2 separate regions of the Callithrix jacchus genome follow, and region 1 is linked to region 2. The links are chromatin contacts, called in public Hi-C maps. All regions are on one chromosome and are shown on one strand. The core of a region is the stretch at or near the end of the contact, and the rest is flanking DNA. Distances in the headings are between cores, read along the strand shown. Region 1 overlaps GNAO1 (G protein subunit alpha o1). Region 2 overlaps LOC108589336 (a long non-coding RNA gene).

Region 1 (5,757 bases), core at 3,241-5,740, 370 kb before region 2:
CTCAGACCACTCTCCTAACCAAAATACAAGGTGGCCACCAACCGAGTGGCCCCTCTGTCCCTGGCTGAATCCTAGCAGGCCCTGAGAATACTCCTGCCTGGTGACCACTGCCTGCCCGGGGCACCATGCTTCAGGGTGTGCACGAGCTGAGTGGCACTGTGAGATGTCCCAGCGACAGGGAGAGGTGTGGCTGGGAGCGCAGGGCTGGGCCAGGAGTGTGTGGGACCCTGAGTCCTGTGGAGTCCAGGCCAGCTTCCAGTCCAGGCCAGGCCCTGGGAACTAAGTATGAGATGCCAACACAAGGGAGAGGGTTGATTAGTGGAGGCAGTGGCTGGTGGGCATGTGACCATGCTGGGTCGCCTGTAGTCTTTCTCTGGGATTTTTCAAAGGGAGAAGCTTAAGAGGATGTGCCCCCAAAGTCAGTAGTATCACTGAGACCAGTGTCCCCCAACTCATGGAGAAGCTTCTCAGAATAAAGCTACCAGAAAGAAGCAGGGAAGTGTCATGGTATTTAAGGTCCCCATGGCTGGGTCTCCTTACCCTTCATGTGACCTGGCCTGTGAGCCCCATCCCATTAGTTCCTGCCATTCGCACTCACAGAGACCCTAACTACTTTCAGACCCAAGACAAGCTGCTCAGTGCTGGAGGTCGGGGGAGGGAGCTTCTCTAGCCACCTTCCCCCTGGTTTCAGCCTGCATGAGTCCTGGAGCCCAACAGAGACTGAGCCCTCACTACGGTCAGGAACTGGGATATTTTATTCATGCATACATTATTATTATTATTATTAGAGATGGAATCTCGATCTTGTTGCCCAGGCTGGAGTGCAATGACATGATCTCAGCTCACTGCAACCTCTGCTTCAGCCTCTGGAGTAGCTGGGATTATAGGCATGCACCACCATGTCTGGCTAATTTTGTATTTTTAGTAGAGACGGCGGTTTCTCCATGTTAGTCAGGCTGGTCTTAAACTCCCGACCTCAGGTGATCTCCCCGCCTCGGCCTCCCAAAGTGCTGGAATTACAGGTGTGAGCCACTGCGCTTGGTTGCATGTGGTGTTATTACTAGACAATTATTCTGCCGCAAACTCTTTCAACTTCCAACCTTCTGATTAAGCCAGAGGAGAGACAGACTGCCCAGCCCATGACACGTGGCTCTAGAAGTGAGTGGGAGGTACTGAAAGTCTGCAGATGTCCTTTGGGGTGGGAGAGACACAAAGAAAATGAGGTCAGCATCTGGAAGTTTTGTGGCCAACAAAAGGTCTATACAAATGAAGTGTGGGGCCAAAGCCTTCAGTGGAGACTCTTCCAGAATTAAGCTGTCTGGCTAAGCGCTATTTACATGTCAGAGCCTGTCCACTGCAGAAGGGCGGTGAGAAAGTTCTGACAGCTGTGCCCCCTCCCCACTGCCTGTCCTGGGAAGGAAGCTACAATGGTGCGGAGGCTGGAAGGCCAAGTCCCCATGCTGACCTGATCCAGCTCCCGAGGGTCAGTATCCCTAACACCCCAGCCCTTGGAGTCTGGCTTCGCCCTTACACGGCAGCAGTAACCTGGAAAGCTGGCCCTGGGGCTTTGGGTGCCCCAGGCAGGCAGGGATGACTCAGGGCAGCAGCTGGTGGGTGAGCAGGGGTGGCACCTCCACCTGGGGCTAAAAACAGCACGAGGCCTATGAGTCAGGGACCTGCAGCGATCCTGCTCCCCGTGCCCGGCTGACCTCGGGCAATCTTGGGGTGCTTTCTTGTCTGAGGAATGTGGGTGGTGGACCTGGCCAGAGTTTTCCAAACTTCCTTTTTGGGCCCTAGCTTCATGGTTTCTGCAGATCTGTGGAGCACCTGAGTCAGAACAAGTCAGGACCTGAGAGCAGGACCTCCCCTGGACCTGAGGATCACACGCTAATGTGGGGGCCCTGGGGCCACAACAGTTTGCAGGAGGACACTCAAGAGGGTTCGACTTACAAACTGAGGCCAGAAAGCTACTGTGCTCCCACGTTTGTTCTTCCATGCATGGCATGGAATTTAATGGGTCCCACTTCAGTAGGTTGCATTCTACAGCTTAGGGACAGCTGGGCTAGATGATTTCCTGGGATTCTCTAGCAGACAGCCCAGGGGTCTAGGCCTTCCTGTTTGGAATGGGGAGGGGTCCTGAGCCGGCAGCAACCCTCCCCCCCGCCCCCCAGGCCCCAGTCCCCTGCCCTTTCCACTCTCTCCTGTCTTCCCTATTGGCTCAACTGCTCAAACTCAAAGACTGGGAGACCTGCTTGATTTCACTGCCTCCTTCACATGCCCAGTGTCCTGTGGTTCTTCTTTCAAATCTGCTTTCAGCTGTCCACTCCTCCCCATCTTTTCCCCTACTTCTGAGTCCAGGCCTCCATGGTTCCCTCCCAAGGGTTCTCTGCCTGGGTCCTTCTCTTCAGCCTGTTCCTCACACAGCAGGAGACCATTAGTTTCCTCTTAATGTCAATTCTCCCCTTCTTCTCTCCAAAGAGAATCCAGACATTTTTAGTTGGGCAGACTGATATCCAACTAAAAGGCTGTATTTGCTTACAGCTAGTTGTGACCATGTGACAAATTCTGCATAATGAGAGGTAAGCAGCCTCAGGAAAGGTCGTTTTACAGGTAGAAGGCACCCTTTTACTCTCATTCCTTCCTTCCTAATTCCTGGAACTTGGATGTGATGGCTGAAGCTCTAGCAGCTAAATGGGATCATGAAGACAAGGTCAACCCCCTAGGGAGAGTGGAACAGTGATCTACAAACAGCCTCGGTCTAGGTCCAGACTCCACACTATCTGCAGTCATCCTTACACTACTTTCAGTGTGTTTTTTAATACTTAAAATCAAGTTCTATCTTATTTAAGGCATTATTTCCAGAGTCTTTGGTATTCAGTTAAACTTAATCCTAATGGGTATAACTCTTCAACAGCTGCCCATCATTCCTGCATTCCAGATTCCTTAGGGCCTACAAAGCCTCTGCCTGCCTCTCTGTTCTGACATTCTCCAACTTTCTCCCTCTCACAGGGCTCCAGCCACACAGCCTTACTCCTATTCCCCAAATAAGCTAGGTAATCCCACCTCAAGGTGGGCCCCACCCTATCTCAAATGTCACCTCCTCGGGGAAGCCCTCCTCCCTGCTCCCAAAGCACACAGCGCACACCATGGTACAGCACGTGCTGTATGTGCCTGGTTCTCAGGGCAGGGATCATTTCCTGATTTCTCATGGTACCTGGGGCGTCGCACAGTGCTTGGTAGAGAGTTGGTGCTCGGCCAGGTTTGCAGGATGTAGGTTTCCTTGGCATTTTAATATCAAGGCTTGGCCCTAGTTTCTCACTCAAGCCTATCTATCCTCTAACTCTTGTCAGTTTGTATCTCTAATGATTGCAGCAGGTGGGTATCCTGCTTAGGTGAGGCAGCTTGCTAAAAATCACATTACCAGTAAGGAAAGCCTGGACTCAAAGGCAACCTCCTCTACGGTGCCAGAGCCAGCAGCCCTGGACTTGCATATTGGACAAGGCCTGGCCACCTGAGGTGTGAGCTGAGAACTCACTGGTACCCAGTTCAGCCCCTGAGCAGAGGGAAGAGAGATGTGCCTAAGACAGACAGAAGGGCCAGGCCTGAAGGGAAGGAGGGGCTTTACCAGCACAAAGGAGGGTGGCGGGCTTCACAAGCAATTCCTAGAGCCAGGGGAGGCCCTGCCCCTTTGTCTGCCTGCTTTTAGGGGCCTGGGGGGGGGCTCACACTGAGCCTGAACTTCTCATCCAAGGCTTCTCCTGGGCCCATGGGAGTGTGTGTGGGGTGGGTATTTTCTAGCACTGTTCTCTTTGCTACCAGCCCCATTGCACTGCTGTTTCTTGCTGGTCAGAGCGTGCCTGGACACCCAGCTCATATGAGAACATGACAAAACACATGCATGTCCTCAGGGCAGACTCACCAGGTGCTGTGGTCTGATTGTTTATGTCCCTCCACAAATTCCTCTGCCTAAATCCTAACCCCCAAGATGCTGGCATTAGGAGATGGGGCCTTTCGGAGGTGATCAGGTCTTAAAGGTGGAGTTCTCACAAAGGGGGTCAGTGCCCTTATAGGAGAGGCCCCAGAGACCTGCACCCCTTCCACCACATGAGCACCCAGCAAGAAGGGGCTGTCGATAAGAAAGCAATCCCCACCTGACACTGATCTGCCAGCGCCTTGATCTCGAACTTCCTGGCTTCCAGAACTGTGAGAAACAAACTTCCGTTGTTTATAAGCCACCCAGCATATGGTATTCTGCTACAGTAGCCTGAACAAATGAAGATCCCAGGTCTGGCCTGTAAGAGTTTTACACAGGGCAGACTGCTAGAGCTGACTTCTACAGGAAACTCATGTTGTGCTCCCACTCAGGCAGTGCTGTAGGAGGGGCAGCGGTGACCGCTTCCAGGTGGCAGTGAAGGCCTGCCCACTCCTCTCTGCCCAGTCCTGTTCTGCTGGGCAGCTGCCCTCTCCGCCTCTGTGGCTTTTCTCTCTTGTTTTCTGGCAGCAGAGCCCCAGTTCCCAGAAGGGAAGCACCATTCTCCAACCCAATCTGAGTAGTTTGCATTGAGGTGAATCTCCCCTGATTTTAGGGGTGGACACATGCGCTAGGCTTGGCCAACACATCCTGCTGGCCTGTGATCAGTCTGGGGTGGACAAAGAATCCCTATTTCTCAAATTAGACTAACAATCAGTCTCCACTTCCAGCCAGCCCCAGGACACATGTAGCAACTATTAGGAAAGAGAGGCTCTCAAAGGAAGCCCCCCCAGCAAAGTGTGCAGCCATCGCTGAGGAAAGCAGAGCTGAGAGGGAGACACCTGAGTCATGGTAACATGTCAATGCCTGGATCTAGCTGCACCTGCAGCCACAGAGACCTCTGGGCTTTCTAATTATCTGACTCAATCAATCCCCTGATTTAAAAAAAAAGCCAGTGGAGGATATGTTGTTTGTTTGTTTGGTTTATATTTGCACTTGTACCTCAAATAGTCCTATTATACCCCCCAGCCTGCCAAGGCTAATTCGGGGCCTACCTCCTTTAGGAAGTCCCCTCCCATTCCTGCAGCACCCCTGGCTTTCCCGGCAGCTGAGTCTGCTCCTCTTTTACTGTCTGACCACACCCCATGCACCGTGCCCACATGCCGTGTGGCGTTTCCTGCGTGGGTGGCTCCTCTCTCTCCCATAGGCCTGGCATGGCACTAGCGGTGTTGTGAGCACTGGCCACATGCTGCACACTACAGGCAGTCTGGGGGATTCAGTAGCAGGCAGTCCTGTAAGGAGTTTACGGACATGCGTGTCTGCCTGAGGCCTGAAGGAGTGGGCCCCTATTCCCACGACTGTCCCCACGGTTCTGAGGCTCAGCTTCAGAGAGGAAGGTAGGGGCTCTCTGTTGTACATGAGGGAAAATGTGACTGCATGTCCTCAGATGTGTAGGTGTGGGTGGGATGGGTTTTGTAGTCATTTGCCCAGGATGGCCCTGCCTCGTCATTCTGCACCTGTTGGAATCCACCATGGAATCCAACATCTGACTCTCCTGCCACTCCACACCCTTCGAGGAGCCTCCTCCACCAGCCTCCTATGCTCGCTTCCTCCTTGGACTTTTAGTCCTGCTCCATGCAGCCTTCTGGGGGGCTTCAGACTGCAAATTCAGGAGCTACCCTGACCTGAGATCCAGCTTCAGTTTCCAGCTTGAGCAAGGGGTATAATCTTTCTGAGGCTCAGTGTCCTCACCTGCAAAATGGGGATGACAGTACCATTATTTTCTT
Region 2 (5,665 bases), core at 2,727-5,226:
AGACAAAGATCTTAGAGTCATTTCTGACCTCAGACTCTAACACCACATTAATAAATTCATCAGGGAATCTGCTCAGCTTTACCATCCAAAATCTTAAATCTGACCCTTTCTCACCACCTGGAATGCCAACCCCTGGGTCCCAGCCACCATCACCATCCCTAGCTTGGATTACAGCAATTGCCACTGTGAAAGGAAAAATAAAATCTCAGGACCCCCAACTCAGCATGTCAAGGGAAAAGTTAAACCTGGAAACCAAGTCATGCCAAAAACTTGCCTTTCCTTTTGATCCTAAATAGATAGCTACTAGATAGAAGGCCATGTTCTCCCCAGGGGGCCTCCCTCACCCTGACAATGTAAGTTAACAGCTTATCTTTATGGTTCAGGACAAGAGGAGACTAGAAATTGCACCCCTCCCTTCCACCGCCTACCCTGAGATGAATTTATATTCGACTTCTTTCTGTACTCTGTATTTACTGTATCTTATGTAAAGTGCAGATTTACTGAGCGCGAGACGAATACATAATTGACTGTTCCTCTGCCCCCTCCTTTTCATATACAACATGTGGATTCAGTGAGTGCTAATCAAAGCCTCATAAAAATGTAACCATATCCTCCCTCTTTTTTTCCCCTCCTTTCCCTGCCTGCCTATCTTTTCCCTGTTAAATACTGAAGCCCTTAAAATCCTCCTTGGAAAAAGTATGAGCCAGAGATCCTATTGTGGCTTGTGTCTCTTCATCCCAGGCATGCCCTTAACTTGGGCAAAATCAGCCTTTAAATTGATTGACATCACTTTTCTTTTTGTTTACACCACCTAATAAAGCTCTCAGCTTCCAAACTCTTAGCCCCTACAATCTATTCTCAACACAGCAGTCAAAAGGATCTTTAAAAACCAGAGTCCATTCATATGTCTCCTTGGCTCAAAGTTCTCCAATATTTCCATCTCATTTTAATCAAAACTCCAAGCCCTTCCATGGCCCCCAAGACTCTTTATGACCTGGCCCTCCCCTGCCGTCCTGCTGACCTTTCCTTCCACTACTTCCCCCTTGGTCACGCCAGTCCATGCCAAGCTGTTCCTGACCTACTTGAAGTTCTCCCTGCTGAAAATGGCCGGAAAGCTTCATGGCTCCTCCCCTCACTTCCTTCAACTTCCATTTCCAATGTCCTCTTATCTTCCTTTACCACCCAATTAGTGACACTAACCTCCTCTCCCTACGATCCTAACTTTGGCACTAAACCATGTTTATTTTTTCCCATAGCACTCATCACCATGCAATAGATTTCCTTGTTTATTTAGTATGTTTCTCCCCCAAGCAGAATGGAAGCTTTATGAGAAGTGCTTTTTCACTTTTCTATTCCTAACATCCAGAAGACTGCTCAGCACAGAGTGGATGTTAAACAAATGTTTGTCAAATAAATGAAATTTTAATTCCCTGACTGTTCCCATCTCAGATGGGAAAATTGCTTAAGCACAGATAATATTCCTCCTTCTGCCTCTTACTTGACTAATGACCTTCCATAAGCCCCTTTACCCTATAAGTCTATCAGGAAGCTGAGGGGGTGGGACAAATGGTCACTCAGTATCTCTTTTCCATCTGATCTTTTGCTGAAATTGTGATTTATTTAATGCAAACAACCTGGTGCGACATTACTGCCACCGTGTTTCTATTGCTTAAGTGAATTCCAAATGAAGCCCAGATCCAGCTTCTCTAGGATTCCTCCCCTGTGTCATCCCACCTGCAGGGAGTGGCCCCAAGTGCTTGACCTTCTTTCCATTTTAACCTTCCCATGCATTTTCTGTGTCCTGTTACTGGCTTTAGCCTCACATTGGGCAGATTGTATGTCATTGCCCTTTGCTCTGGTCAATGGGATATGAGCAGATATGAGGTCAGCAGCAGCTTGAAATAAACTTGAGTGGTGAGCTTGCCCTCTTGGGCTTCTTCCATCACAATGAGAAACATGTCTTGGCTAGCCTGGTGGGTCCAAGACGAACTGAGAGATACCTGGAGTACCTGGATCAAACTGAAGGCCAGAGCCAAACTCAGCCGAGCTCAGGTGAGATCAGCAGAGCTGCTCCAGCTAACCCATATGTGTATGAGTGGAAATAACTGAAGGTCATAAGCACTGAGTACTGGGGTGCTTTGTTATGTGGCATTATTATGGCAGGAGCTGACTAATATACCAATCTTCTGGTATATACCAAAACTCAGACTAATATACCAAAACTCAGCTCAAGGTACATACTGGTTCAGAAAACATCCCCTTAGCCCAAGGGCATGGCCTAACAGTGAGAATTTCAGGTCTGTTTCAGGTTAGTGAGATCAACTGCTTGCAAGAACTGAGAGACTACAACAGAAAGAGGGGGAAATGGGCAGCCAATATTGCGCAGTTGTGCTGTTTGATGACTCTGCAAACAGGAAGAACAAGGATCGAGAGGATTTATAGTAGGAGCTGGTAGAATGGAGCTGGGGCTGGCTTCTTTCCCATTTTTTTTCCACAAGTCTCCCCACCAGGACACAGGAGCTGCCCTTGGCCTGAAATGTGGATCGACCTACGGCTTCTGGGTATATCAGACTGGGGCAGCAGGGCACTGTTATTCTGACAGTGAACATTACACCTTCCAAATGGACATTGCAGAAATTTAGAATTGAGTCTCGTCAAAATTTCCTGATTTGCATGTTAGAAAGTCAAAGGAGAAGTTCCTTTATCTTCCTTCTAACTCGATGAAAAGATTTTTAAGGAGACTTTACTGCAATCATTGTTTTTATTGCTTAAATGAATTCCAATTGCTACTGTAAATTCCATTCATTATTTAAATAGCTTTAGCTCCCTTAAGAACCTAAGTGCCTTACAGGAAGGAAGGAGCTCTCAAATCCATGCAGGGTCGGGAACTGCTCAGGGGGCTCGAATCCTGGGGCATAGGGAGAGGGACTGCAGTGTTCATGATGGGTCTGTAGGGAGGCAGATCAAGAGCCGGACTGAGTGATAGTAGGAGCTGGGGGAATTGCTAAGATCATCTGGGCCTAGGATGCTTTCCTAACTTTCCTGATCCTAAGAATCCTCTGAATCACTTGTTAAAAACAGATCTGCAGACCCTTCCTCTGGAGATTCTATTTTAGTAGGTCTGAAAAGGAGTCCAAAATTCCATACTTTCAAGAAAGACCCCACTTGATTTTGACAAGTAGACATGTATGGAAAATACTGATCTATCAAGCTGCCTTGTTTTATAGGTGAATAAATTGAGTCCCAAGGAGGGGTCTTTTCCCAGATCACTGAGCCCCAGTTAGTGCTAGAGCTAAATCCAGGACAAGATCACTGAGACCCGAATAGCAGGTTTAGGATGCCCAATTTGCAGTTGTGCTGCTGGGACTGGAACTGGTAGTGTCGTCTGCAAGTCCCTTGAAACATTTGTTTAGCTGCTCACTTTCTGTAAGAACAGCTGAAGGCAGCGCTCCTGGAGTCAGACAGACCAGGTTCAAATGCTAACTTTACTTCTGATTCACTGAACAACCTTGTGCACATGGCTTAATTTTTCTGAGCCATTAATATGACCATTAAATCAGATAATGTACCTGCTCCTAGTAGGTGCTCAGTAAATGATTATTGCTTATGAAGCGCTAGACCCCCTTCCAAGTCAAAGAACTGGCCAGTATGAGCACATTTAATAAACAAAACAAGCCTACTATTAACCCCATTTTAAAATGAAGAAAATTGATGAAGAGAAAACTTGAGTGACTGATTCAAATCACGCATATAGCAAGTGAGAAGCAGAGGTGGATATGAACTCATGTAGTCTCTAGCCCCCTTCTTTCCCTCGAGGGCAGGGTCTGGGTCCCACTTACCACAGCATGGCCCCTGGTGCAGGCCTTTGCACACAAGTAGATATCAATAAGTACCTGATGAATGAGATTGAGATACAAAGGCAGGATGAGAAATTCACTTCAAGTGTGGCTGAGGGTGGGGTATTAGCATGGGGTAGCTGAAGAGGGCAGTAGGAGAAGCTAGGTAGAGAAGCCTGTATCCAGGGAAGATGGGTCAGAGCCTGCAGGACCAATCCCTGGGAGTTAAAGACTGGTTTCAGGCCGAACAATTAGCATTGAAATGCGCAGGAGCCTGGAAGTTTTTTGCATTGTCGCCTGCAATAAGGAAAAATCCAGACTGAACCGGGTGCTTGGATCAGAAGTGATGTAACGAGCTGGCTTTGGCCTAGTTTTTGTAAAGCAGGCGGGCCCCTGGCTCTCCCACACCCTTTTTTTCCAGAATTGGCAAGTGACAGCTACTGCCATCTAGTGGTCCGAGTGGCACTGCACAGGCATGGGAAAAAAGGTTGGTCTGCACCACAGGGATAAGAGGATGCCCTGCCTTCCGTCTCCCAAAAGATGAGGGTCCCCAGTGGTGGTAGAGAGTTTTTTCTGTTCAAGGCATGTTCTTACCTTTTACTTCATTAGATCTATTCAACAATCCAGGAGGTCGTCAGGGGCCATTGACTCCATTTTATGGTGAGGCGACAAGTCGCTAAAGAAGAGGGGTCTTGTTGAGAGTCGTATTGTCAGTTATTGATGGAACCAGGACTGGAGCCCAAGTCTTTACAATACAATTTCTTCACCCAGAAGTAATACAGAGAGTCTGTCAGGTCCTTTAAAGTCTTCTTGAACAGGAAATGGAAGATGATTAATCCTGGAGGTCTTGGTCACTTCTCTGCATGGAGGTGAGTCCCCTTCAGCTCAATGACTCGCAACTTTTCTCTGGAAAGAGAATCTTCAGGTGGGATATCTTGGCTGATAATACTCATATGGGAGGTTTCAGACAAAGATGAATACTGCCCCTCCAGCTCTTTACTATTGTCTGTAGTAAAGGCCTGGTCGTGTAGTGGTAAAGGTAGTTTGATTTAAGCATCCGGGGATTGCATCTGTTTTGAGGCCTAATGAGGGGATGGTTCATGAGTGGAGGATGTCTTTGGATGAGATAAATATATGAGTGGATATCTCTATTGGGAGAATCGTTCAGTTATCAACTTCAAGGAATCAAAGTTCTTCTGGCTTAAAGTCTGCTGTTGGGACTATATAAGAATTGAAGCCTAATTCTTCGTAGTCTGTGTATTCATAGCTTCAGTATCATTGGTGATCCTCTTACAGTATACTCAGTTAAAGCTTATTTGGTCCAGATCCCTTGTATGAAAGATGGGAAAACTGAGTCTCAGAGAGGGGGAATGACTAGGCTAACATCACACTGTGGTTAAAGCCCTTCCTCTCCAGCCTGTCTTTTCTGTTCTATGTACGCTAGTATAATAGCTGGTGCTTGGAGCCTGCACTGCTTCAAACAGATATAACTGTTTATGGCCCAGAGTGAAAATTGGTGATTATGATGAATGAGATTGAGATTTAAAGGCAGGATTGAGATTAATGTGGTGAGAATTGAGGAAGCTGACATTTACTGTGCCCCTGGGGATCTCCGTCATGCCTGAGAGAAAGGGAGAGCACATTCAAAATTAAGGCATTGCATAAGGAGCACTGGCTGTGGAGTCCTAACACCCGGGCTTTAGTCCCTGCTCTGGCAAGAGCTTGCTCTGTGTGTGACCTTGGGAGTCACTTGCTCATTCTGCTCTCTCATAGATCACTCATTCTTACAATAATCCTGATCTTCCTACTGCCCAGGGTTGATGAGAAGA

The links. A called contact is a pair of places that touch in the nucleus more often than the background predicts.
Region 1: a Hi-C map of skeletal muscle shows a contact between it and region 2, with 7 times the contacts expected there. The contact joins two enhancer-like sites. A contact is called at or near these places in 3 of 3 Hi-C or Micro-C datasets (induced pluripotent stem cells and skeletal muscle).

Annotation. Positions count from the first base shown.
Region 1 is chr20:14,192,329-14,198,085 of calJac240_pri, reverse strand. The region is part of intron 3 of GNAO1 (G protein subunit alpha o1); the gene reads right to left. Among named protein-coding and RNA genes, the nearest start is that of AMFR, 98 kb to the left of the region's middle. Within about 2 kb of position 4,490, at least 1 of the 16 cell types and tissues checked has an H3K27ac peak or open chromatin away from gene starts, as enhancers often do. A contact at or near this core is called in skeletal muscle, where this site is marked.
Region 2 is chr20:13,819,517-13,825,181 of calJac240_pri, reverse strand. The region is part of intron 2 of LOC108589336 (a long non-coding RNA gene); the gene reads left to right. Among named protein-coding and RNA genes, the nearest start is that of CES5A, 73 kb to the right of the region's middle. Within about 2 kb of position 3,976, at least 3 of the 16 cell types and tissues checked have an H3K27ac peak or open chromatin away from gene starts, as enhancers often do. A contact at or near this core is called in skeletal muscle, where this site is marked.